Regions from separate parts of the Ovis aries genome. Here region 1 is linked to region 2. The links are chromatin contacts, called in public Hi-C maps. All regions are on one chromosome and are shown on one strand. Each heading gives the region's core, a stretch centred on a gene start, on an enhancer-like site or on the middle of the called end of the contact. The rest is flanking DNA. Distances are from core to core; before and after follow the strand shown. Region 1 holds the start of ZNRF2 (zinc and ring finger 2). Region 2 holds the start of GARS1 (glycyl-tRNA synthetase 1).

Region 1 (3,778 bases), core at 173-2,672, 300 kb after region 2:
TTACAGCTCTACAATAAGTTACTCCAAAAGCGGTAACTCTTGTTCCAAACACTCATCTGTTCATTTGAGACTCTGACTTTTGGCCTTTAAAAACTGCTCACCACTCGAGTCACCAGATACAACTACATTTAGCAACGGGTCCTGACTTCCTGCTACTAAAAACCACAAGCACCAGCTATTGCGCTTGTTTTTAAAACAATATTTGCTCCCTTCACCTCCGGGAGCAAACAAGGGCTTTCTGTATGAGAAAGCCACGAAGAGGTGAGGGTGCACGTGGTGTTCAAAAACCAAACACTAGGGTCCCGCGGTAGCGGCGCTGCAGGGGTTAAGAGGCGCTCTCTCCCTCTCTCTTTCCCTCCCACCCCAAAGAGGGGTGACCCGGCCCGGCCGCGCGGCGAACCCCCGGCGCTCGGGCTGAAGGAGAAAAGGAGAAGGGTAAAAATAAGCGCAGCCGCGGCCCACGTGCCGCCCGCGGGAGGCAGAGAGGGAAAGGGCCGTACCTCCAAACATGTGCGGCGAGAGGTGAGCTGGTAAGGAGCCGATCACCAGGCGCGGCCCTCCAGGACCCCCGCTCGCCGGCCGGTCCCTGCCGCCGCTGCTGCCGCCGTCCTCCGGGCTGCTATGAACCGAGTCCTGCGAGCCGTACGGGCCGCTGCTGCTGTTGGGGATGCTGAAGGTTGACTGCGCCGCCCGGGCCCCCGACGCCACGGTCCCCACGGCCCCGCCGAGGGAGCGGCTGCGCGGGGCCGCCGAGGCCGCCGCGGCGCCGCCGGAGGCGCTGGGCTGGTGCGCGCTGGGCACCTGAGCCGGAAACCTCCCAGCGGCTGCGGCTCGCGCCCCGCCGCCCGCGGTCCCGTTGGCCCCTCCGCTGCTGCTGCTGGAAGGTAAATCCGAGCCCGAGTACGCGCGGGTGCGGCCGTTAGCAGCGGCCGGCCCGCTCTGCTTGGCGCCCATGTCCGCCCTGCCCCGGGCCGGGCCCGCGCACAGTGCCCGGAGCGCCGGGAGGGCGGGAGCGAGCGCAGGAGCGAGAGGGCAGGGCCGAGGCGCGGAGGCCGGCGCAGAAACAAGCCCGCACGTCCAGGGCCGCCGCCCGGCGCCCCAGGGGGCGGTCGGCGCCCGCCGCGCTTTTCTAAGGGATGACGAGCGAGATCGACGGCCTGTCTGGGGACGCAGGAGACGAGGAGAGATGGAGAGGAAGGAGGTCCCGGCTCCCGCGGGCGCCGATCGCTGGCTCCGGCGGGAGGGGCGGCTCAGGTGGCTGCGCGGCTGCCGCTGCTTTCGGTTCTGGTGCGCCGCGACGGGCCGCTGCCGCTCTCTGCCGCCGCCGCTGCGCTCTGCGCCCGGGCCCTCGGCACCGCCTCCTCCCGGGCGGCCGCCGCTACCGCCGCCATCCTCCTGCTCCCACGGCGGCTCGCGGGTGAGTGGGAGGTGCCCGCCCAGACTCCGCTGGGGCCACCTTCCCTCCTCCCCCAGCCACCCAGCTGTTATTAACTGAGAAGGAGGAAAAACGGGTGGCGCGGGAGGAGAGGACGCAGGAGGAGAGGGAGGGGCAGCGCGCGCTTCCCGGCAACCGTCACCGCGCTCCCCCAGAGAAGGAGGGGCGGGGGGGTGGGTAGGGTCTGGACCACGAGGTGGGGGTGCTCAGAAGGGAAGGAGGCACTGCGGCCCTCGCACCGGAAGGCGGAGGAGCAGCGCGGCCCCAGGGTGCGCCCGAACCCATGTGTTTGGGTCGCGCACGGTGACCCCGCCCCTGCCCCCTGGCGCTGCCGGGCGGATTGGCTCCCACCAGCCTGGCCCCGCCTCCCCCCTCGCCGCGGCCTTCCCGCTCCCGCCCTGTCTCGCCTAGGTGCCTTGGTGGGGTAGGTGCTGCCACCCGCGGATTCGGTGATGGACAGGTCTCTGACCCCGCCCTCCCCTGCAGGGCGCGCCCCCTCTCCACCGCGGGGCCTGCGCTGATTGGAGCGACGGAGCTCCTCCGGGGGCCAACCAGAAGACGACCCCTCCTCCTGCACGTGTCCCTCGGACGCTGGACCTGACAGTGGGCAGTCTTCACCTTTTACAGCTGGGGCTGGGTTCGTCTCGGTCCTGTGTCCCTAGCCATTGCGTTTGAATGGGTTTCGACCTTCCTCCTTGATGTTACTTCGAGTGCGTGTTTTAAGTAAAGCAGAAGCTCACCAATCTGATAATAAAAGACTGAAAACAAAAGAAAGAACCTAGGAGGCTGAAGGCAGCTTGATCTGAATTAGATCTATCCCATTTAAACACTCCGACTGCGGAGAAAGCAGAGTTGATAGAACTAAAGATAATCCAACATGATTTTCAGCTGTAGAGCAAAAACTGTGGCACGGAGACAGCTGCAACCGATTCATAAGACCTGGGGTCTATCTAGGTCTGGGACCAAAACGAGGTGTAAGCAATCATTTTACCTTTGTGGACGTTAGTTTCCTTACCTGGGATGTTTGTATCAAATCGCCACAGCACCTGCTGCTTTAAAACCCTGTACTTTCTCTAAAATGTCAATTACTACTAGGTTGGTGCAAACGCAATTGCGGTTTTTGCATTGTTTAAAGTTTCCATTTGATATTGCAATACTTTCTTAAATATGGTTGTGCTGTACATCTTTCAATGCACATTTCTTGCTTTATGTTTTTGGCTGACTTATTACTTGTTTATATTTATTTCAACTATGGAAATGATGTTAGAGAAAAAGCAAATTCAAGCGATTTTTCTATTCAAGTTCGCAGAGACAACTCACAACAACACATTTGGCCCAGGAGCTGCTTACAAATGTACAGTGCAGTGGTGGTTCAAGAAGTTTTACAGACTAGATAAAAGCCTGAAGATAAACATAGTGGCTGCCCATGGAAAGTTGACAGTAACCAACTGAGAGGCTTACAACTACATGAGAAGTTGCCCAAGAATTGAACATCAACCATTCTATAGTTGCTCAGCATCTGAAGCAAATTTGAAAGGTGAAACGCTTGAGAAGTGAGTGCATCTTGAGCTGACTGAAAATGAAAAAAAAATCATCATTTTGAAGGGTCGTCTTCTCTTTTTCTACATTAGGTTCTTCTCTTATTCTCTATCGGATTGTGATATGCGACAACAAGTGGATTTTATATGAGAACCAGTGATGACCAGTTCAGTGGTTGGACCGAGAAGAAGCTTCAAAGCACTTCCCAAAGCAAACTTGCACCCAGAAAAGATTATGGTCACTGATAGGTGGTCTGTTGCCAGTCGGATCCACTACAACTTTGTGAATCCCAGCAAAACCAACACATCTGAGAAGTATGTTCAGCAAATCAATGAGATGCACCAAACGCAGCAACTCCTGCAGCTGACATTGATCAACAGAAAGGGCCCAGTTCTCCTCCTTGACAACACCTGACTGCACATCACACAACCAACACTTCAAAAGCTGAACAAATGGGCTACGAAGTTTTGCATCATCCACCATATTCACCTGACCTCTCATCAACCGACTACCACTTCTCAAGCATCTCGAAAACTTTTTGCAGGGAAAATGCTTCCAGAGCCAGCAGAAGGCAGGAAATGCTTTCCAAGAGTTCATCGAATCCCTAAGTATTGATTTTGATACTACAGGGATAAACAAACTTATTTCTTGTCGGAAAAAATTATTGATTATAATGGTTCCTATTTTAATTAATAAAGATGGGCTTGAGCCCAGTTATGATGATTTAAAATTCACGGTCTGAAACCACAATTATATTTGCATCAACCTTCCAGGAAAACATCTACTTCTGCTTTATTGACTATC
Region 2 (3,809 bases), core at 1,303-3,802:
ATCTCCTAGAGAAGGAAATGGCAACCCACTCCAGTATTCTGGCCTGGTAAATCCTATGGACAGAGGAGCCTGGTGGTGGGCTACAGTTCACGGGGTCACAAAAGAGTATGACACGACTTGACAACTAAACAACAAATCTGGCAAAATAACGTCTGGCCACTGTATGCTAATTTTTTTTTTTAGCCCAATGCCCTAGGGTGTCCTTCATCAAACAATTAAGTTTTCTAGGTGCTCTGAGGCCCTTTTACAAGCTCCAAAACTAAATTCTTCAGGAAACAACTAAGAATGTGCCATGGTGAAACACATTTCAGCCAATCAACAAACCAAATCTGTAAAAAAAACAGCAGCATTCACATGGCATAGCAGATTGGCAAATTTATAGGAACTAGCCATCTATCTGAAACACGTGCCACTAACAAAACCCATTACTAAGCACCTTACAAATCCCACTCCAAGGATGTCTTCAACTGCACAAACTTCACAGTGGAAATTGCATCTCCTTTCTTCGAAAGCAAAAAAAAAAGGTTACCCAGATGATCTTTAAATTCCCTTCCAGTTGACCCTGAAATCAGTGCGATTCAAAGTCCCAGGTAGTTAACTGATTTATGTGTGGTCCTGAAAAATCAGGAAAAGAAAACACAAACTGACTGACATAGACTAACTTACATATTCGGAAAATAGCTTGAAGCACCAAATATCTAGCAACCAAGCCAACACAAACAATACACAAGACAGTAATAACAGGGGAAGGCTATTCCCCCATCAAAGTGTACTTCAGTTAACTAGTTCTGAAGTCTTACTACAGATGGATAATGTGCACTGCAGTTCCAGGGTAACGTGGCAGAGGGAGGGGTTTGGGTGTGCGTTTTTCCAAATTAGATGTATTCTCCCTTCTGAAGTGAAGGATATGAAGAAAGAGGGGGAAGAAAAAGGTTGAGAGAGAAAAGACAAAAGGAATCACACTTAATTTTATTTAAGGAGGGTGTGTGGAGGAAGATGGAGAACAAGCATGCATAAAGCTCTGATACCAAGAAAAAAGAATAAATTAAGCCCACAGTAAAACTTCAAAATTAAACAGGACAGAATCAATCAGGCTCACACTAGAGAGAAGTAGATAAAGGGGAAGAATTTGCCGAATTTTCTGCAGTGCTTCCCCAATGAATTATTTCCGAGAGAGGGATCCACCCTCCGTAGCCAAGGCAAGTTATTGCATCAGGCGCCGGTGCTGGAGAAACCCGTTCGGTGCTTCCTACTAGGTCATCTACTCTTGGGGTTCTATTCCGAGCTTCTGGTTCTACCTGACTGGATGTGAGAATACCCTGTCCTCTCTAAATTCTGATGTCCATGCAGTGCCCTAGGAAAAGGAGGCCTGGATTAAACCACCAAGCTCTCCACTCCATGAAACCTCCCTCCCTTCCACAAAATCAAATTTCAAAATGTTCCATACGAAGGATGGCTGCCTTCACCAAGTAACTCAGGAACATTTACAGCTTCCCACGTTTACGATCTGAAAGCTCACTCGTTTCAAGTGGTCTTTTCGGAACCCACAAAATGACAGGAGCGAAGGATGATGAACTCACATTATTAGAATAGAGGGAGGAAGCTCAAAACCTCCCCTTATCCAGGTTTCAACTATTTTACTTTTTCAGCGGACCATTAGGCTCACTAAGCACCGAATGAAGATGTCAAGGAAGAAACACTATTTAAAGCATCTTGAAGATTAAAAAAAAAAAAGAGTCAGGCGGTAAGAAGAGAGAACCCGCAGCTTCTTCGGATCGTAACTGACCAGGGAGGAATTAGGAATCTCGCCACCCAGGAAGCACAAAGAACATAGCAGGGACAGGAAATCTAAAATTGAGGTTATTGAGCTAGAACAGGGTGGAGAAGCTAAGGGCTACAGATTCCAGCGTCATCGGAGAGGGAAGAGGCAAGGCAGTAACAAGGACTGGGAAAGGAGAACAGATGGCGAGAGAAGGGACGCAGGATGTCGAGGGATCCGCGGGAGTCACCCAAGGAGAGGGGAGGAGAGGGGTCCACGGGAGGGAAGGTGGCCGGCGCACGCGGGGACTTGAGTTCAAAGTGAAAGAGGCGAGGAAGATGCCTGGAAACCAAGGGCTTTCAGAGAATGAAAGAGACGGGTAATCGATGAGGTGGACCGGTGCCCGGGAAAAAGAGAGAGAGAAGATGAGAAGGAGGGGACCAGGAGGGAGGAGAGCCGGGGCTGAGTGCAAAGCGCAGAATGCCGGTACCTGCTGGCGCACGGCTAGTCTGAGAGGTGCCAGCACCTCCTCAGCCCCGGCGCCGTCCATGCTGCTCCGGGAGGCGGCGGCGGGGAACCAGGTCGGGGCGCGGGCGGGCTTGCTGATGGGCCGGCAGGGCAGGAGTGGAGGCCAGGCCAGGAGACCGGCTGGCAGCGACTGCAGCAGAGCGGCGCGGGCAGCTCTAAGCAGCGCCGGACGCAGAGAGGGCATGAGCCGGCGGCGCTGGGAGGTCGGGAGCGGGCGGCGGCGGAAGCGGCGCGCGCGGCCGGGCCGGGAGCATGATGAAATCGCCGCGTAAACGCCGCGGCGCGCGCAGCCGCACACTCCCCACCCCGCGACGCGGCGCCGGGTCGCCACCGGCCGATTCGACACAAAACCCCGGAAGGACCCGGAATCATTCAGAGCCCCGAAAGGGCTTGAGCCGCCTCGGGCGTACAAGAGGGCTGTGGGGCCCCGGTAGACCCCCGGCGAACAGATTTGCACAGTGCGTTAGTGGACATTTAAGGACTCAGCCCTGTCCGAGACACGCGGACTGAAACTCACGAGGACCTTCAGAGCACAGGCGTGTACAGGGACACTGACGTTGTGGCAGACCCACGGGAGTACACACTTCTGTTTCTGTTCTTTCGCCCCCAGGTTCTTAAAGGGTCATGTCGACTCTGCGACCCCATGGACTGTAGCCCGCCAGGCTCCTCTTATGGGATTATTCAGGCAAGAATACTTGAGTGCGTTGCCATTTCCCCCTCCAGGAGATCTTCCCCACCCAGGCATGGAACCCAAGTCTCCTGCATTGGCAGGCGGATTCTCTACCACTGAGCTACCTGGGTAGACGTCAAAACAGATAGACACTTAGACTTAGTGTTGCCCAAGCTCAGATGATCCTCAGATAAGGAAACAGATCAAGAGAAGTGAATGATCTGTTCATCTTCACCCATCCATGCCCTTCCCAATGTCAAGACAAAAGCTGAAGAAAGGGAGAATGATGGACTTATTTGGAGAAAATCAGTGCTGACCATCCTTTGCTGGGCGAACAAGATTTCAATCAGCAAAGATGAGGAAAGGCAAGAGGCAAAGACATGAGAAAGACTGGAAAGCGATACTGTGCCAGGGAGTGGAGAGAGCATCCAAGTGCCCCGGCTTCCCTCTGCTTGGCCCTGTCTCAGCTAACCTGACTCATGGTTAGGCCCCAGATGATGGACCCTCTGGAAGTGGCTTCTTCTCTCCCTCCTGCGGCAAGGGCAGGTTGGCTGAAGAAGCTGGATTCTGTTTCCCCAGAGAGAATAGAAAAATAAGGAATGTGTTAATTTTAGAAATAGCATTACACACACCCGTTAGAATGCCTAAAATGGAAATGATGGAAAATGCTAGGAGATGCTCAGGGACCCTCCCACACAGCTGAGGGAAATGTGGATTGGTACCGACTTTGGAGGACAGTTTTGACAGTATCTCCTGAAACCAACGGTACACACCTTAGTCCAAAGTGGAGGAGGTGAGGAAGATGCCTGGAAATCAAGTCTTCCAGGGAATGAAAGGGGTCATGGGCAAAGA

What was found. A called contact is a pair of places that touch in the nucleus more often than the background predicts.
Region 1: a contact with region 2 is called in a Hi-C map of liver, with 2.5 times the contacts expected there. The contact joins the promoter of ZNRF2 here to the promoter of GARS1 in region 2. A contact is called at or near these places in 6 of 16 Hi-C or Micro-C datasets (blood, hypothalamus, liver and 3 more).

The regions. Positions count from the first base shown.
Region 1 is chr4:67,588,714-67,592,491 of ARS-UI_Ramb_v3.0, forward strand. It overlaps ZNRF2 (zinc and ring finger 2), which reads right to left and starts at 1,423. Exons shown (of 6, transcript XM_060414779.1): 1 at 501-1,423. The coding sequence starts at 954. It overlaps LOC121819405 (a long non-coding RNA gene), which reads left to right and starts at 366. Exons shown (of 2, transcript XR_006059637.2): 1 at 366-884; 2 at 1,922-3,778.
Region 2 is chr4:67,288,851-67,292,659 of ARS-UI_Ramb_v3.0, forward strand. GARS1 (glycyl-tRNA synthetase 1) reads right to left here and starts at 2,553. Exons shown (of 17, transcript XM_060415032.1): 1 at 2,250-2,553. The coding sequence starts at 2,471. LOC121819404 (a long non-coding RNA gene) reads left to right here. Exons shown (of 2, transcript XR_006059636.2): 2 at 1-1,764.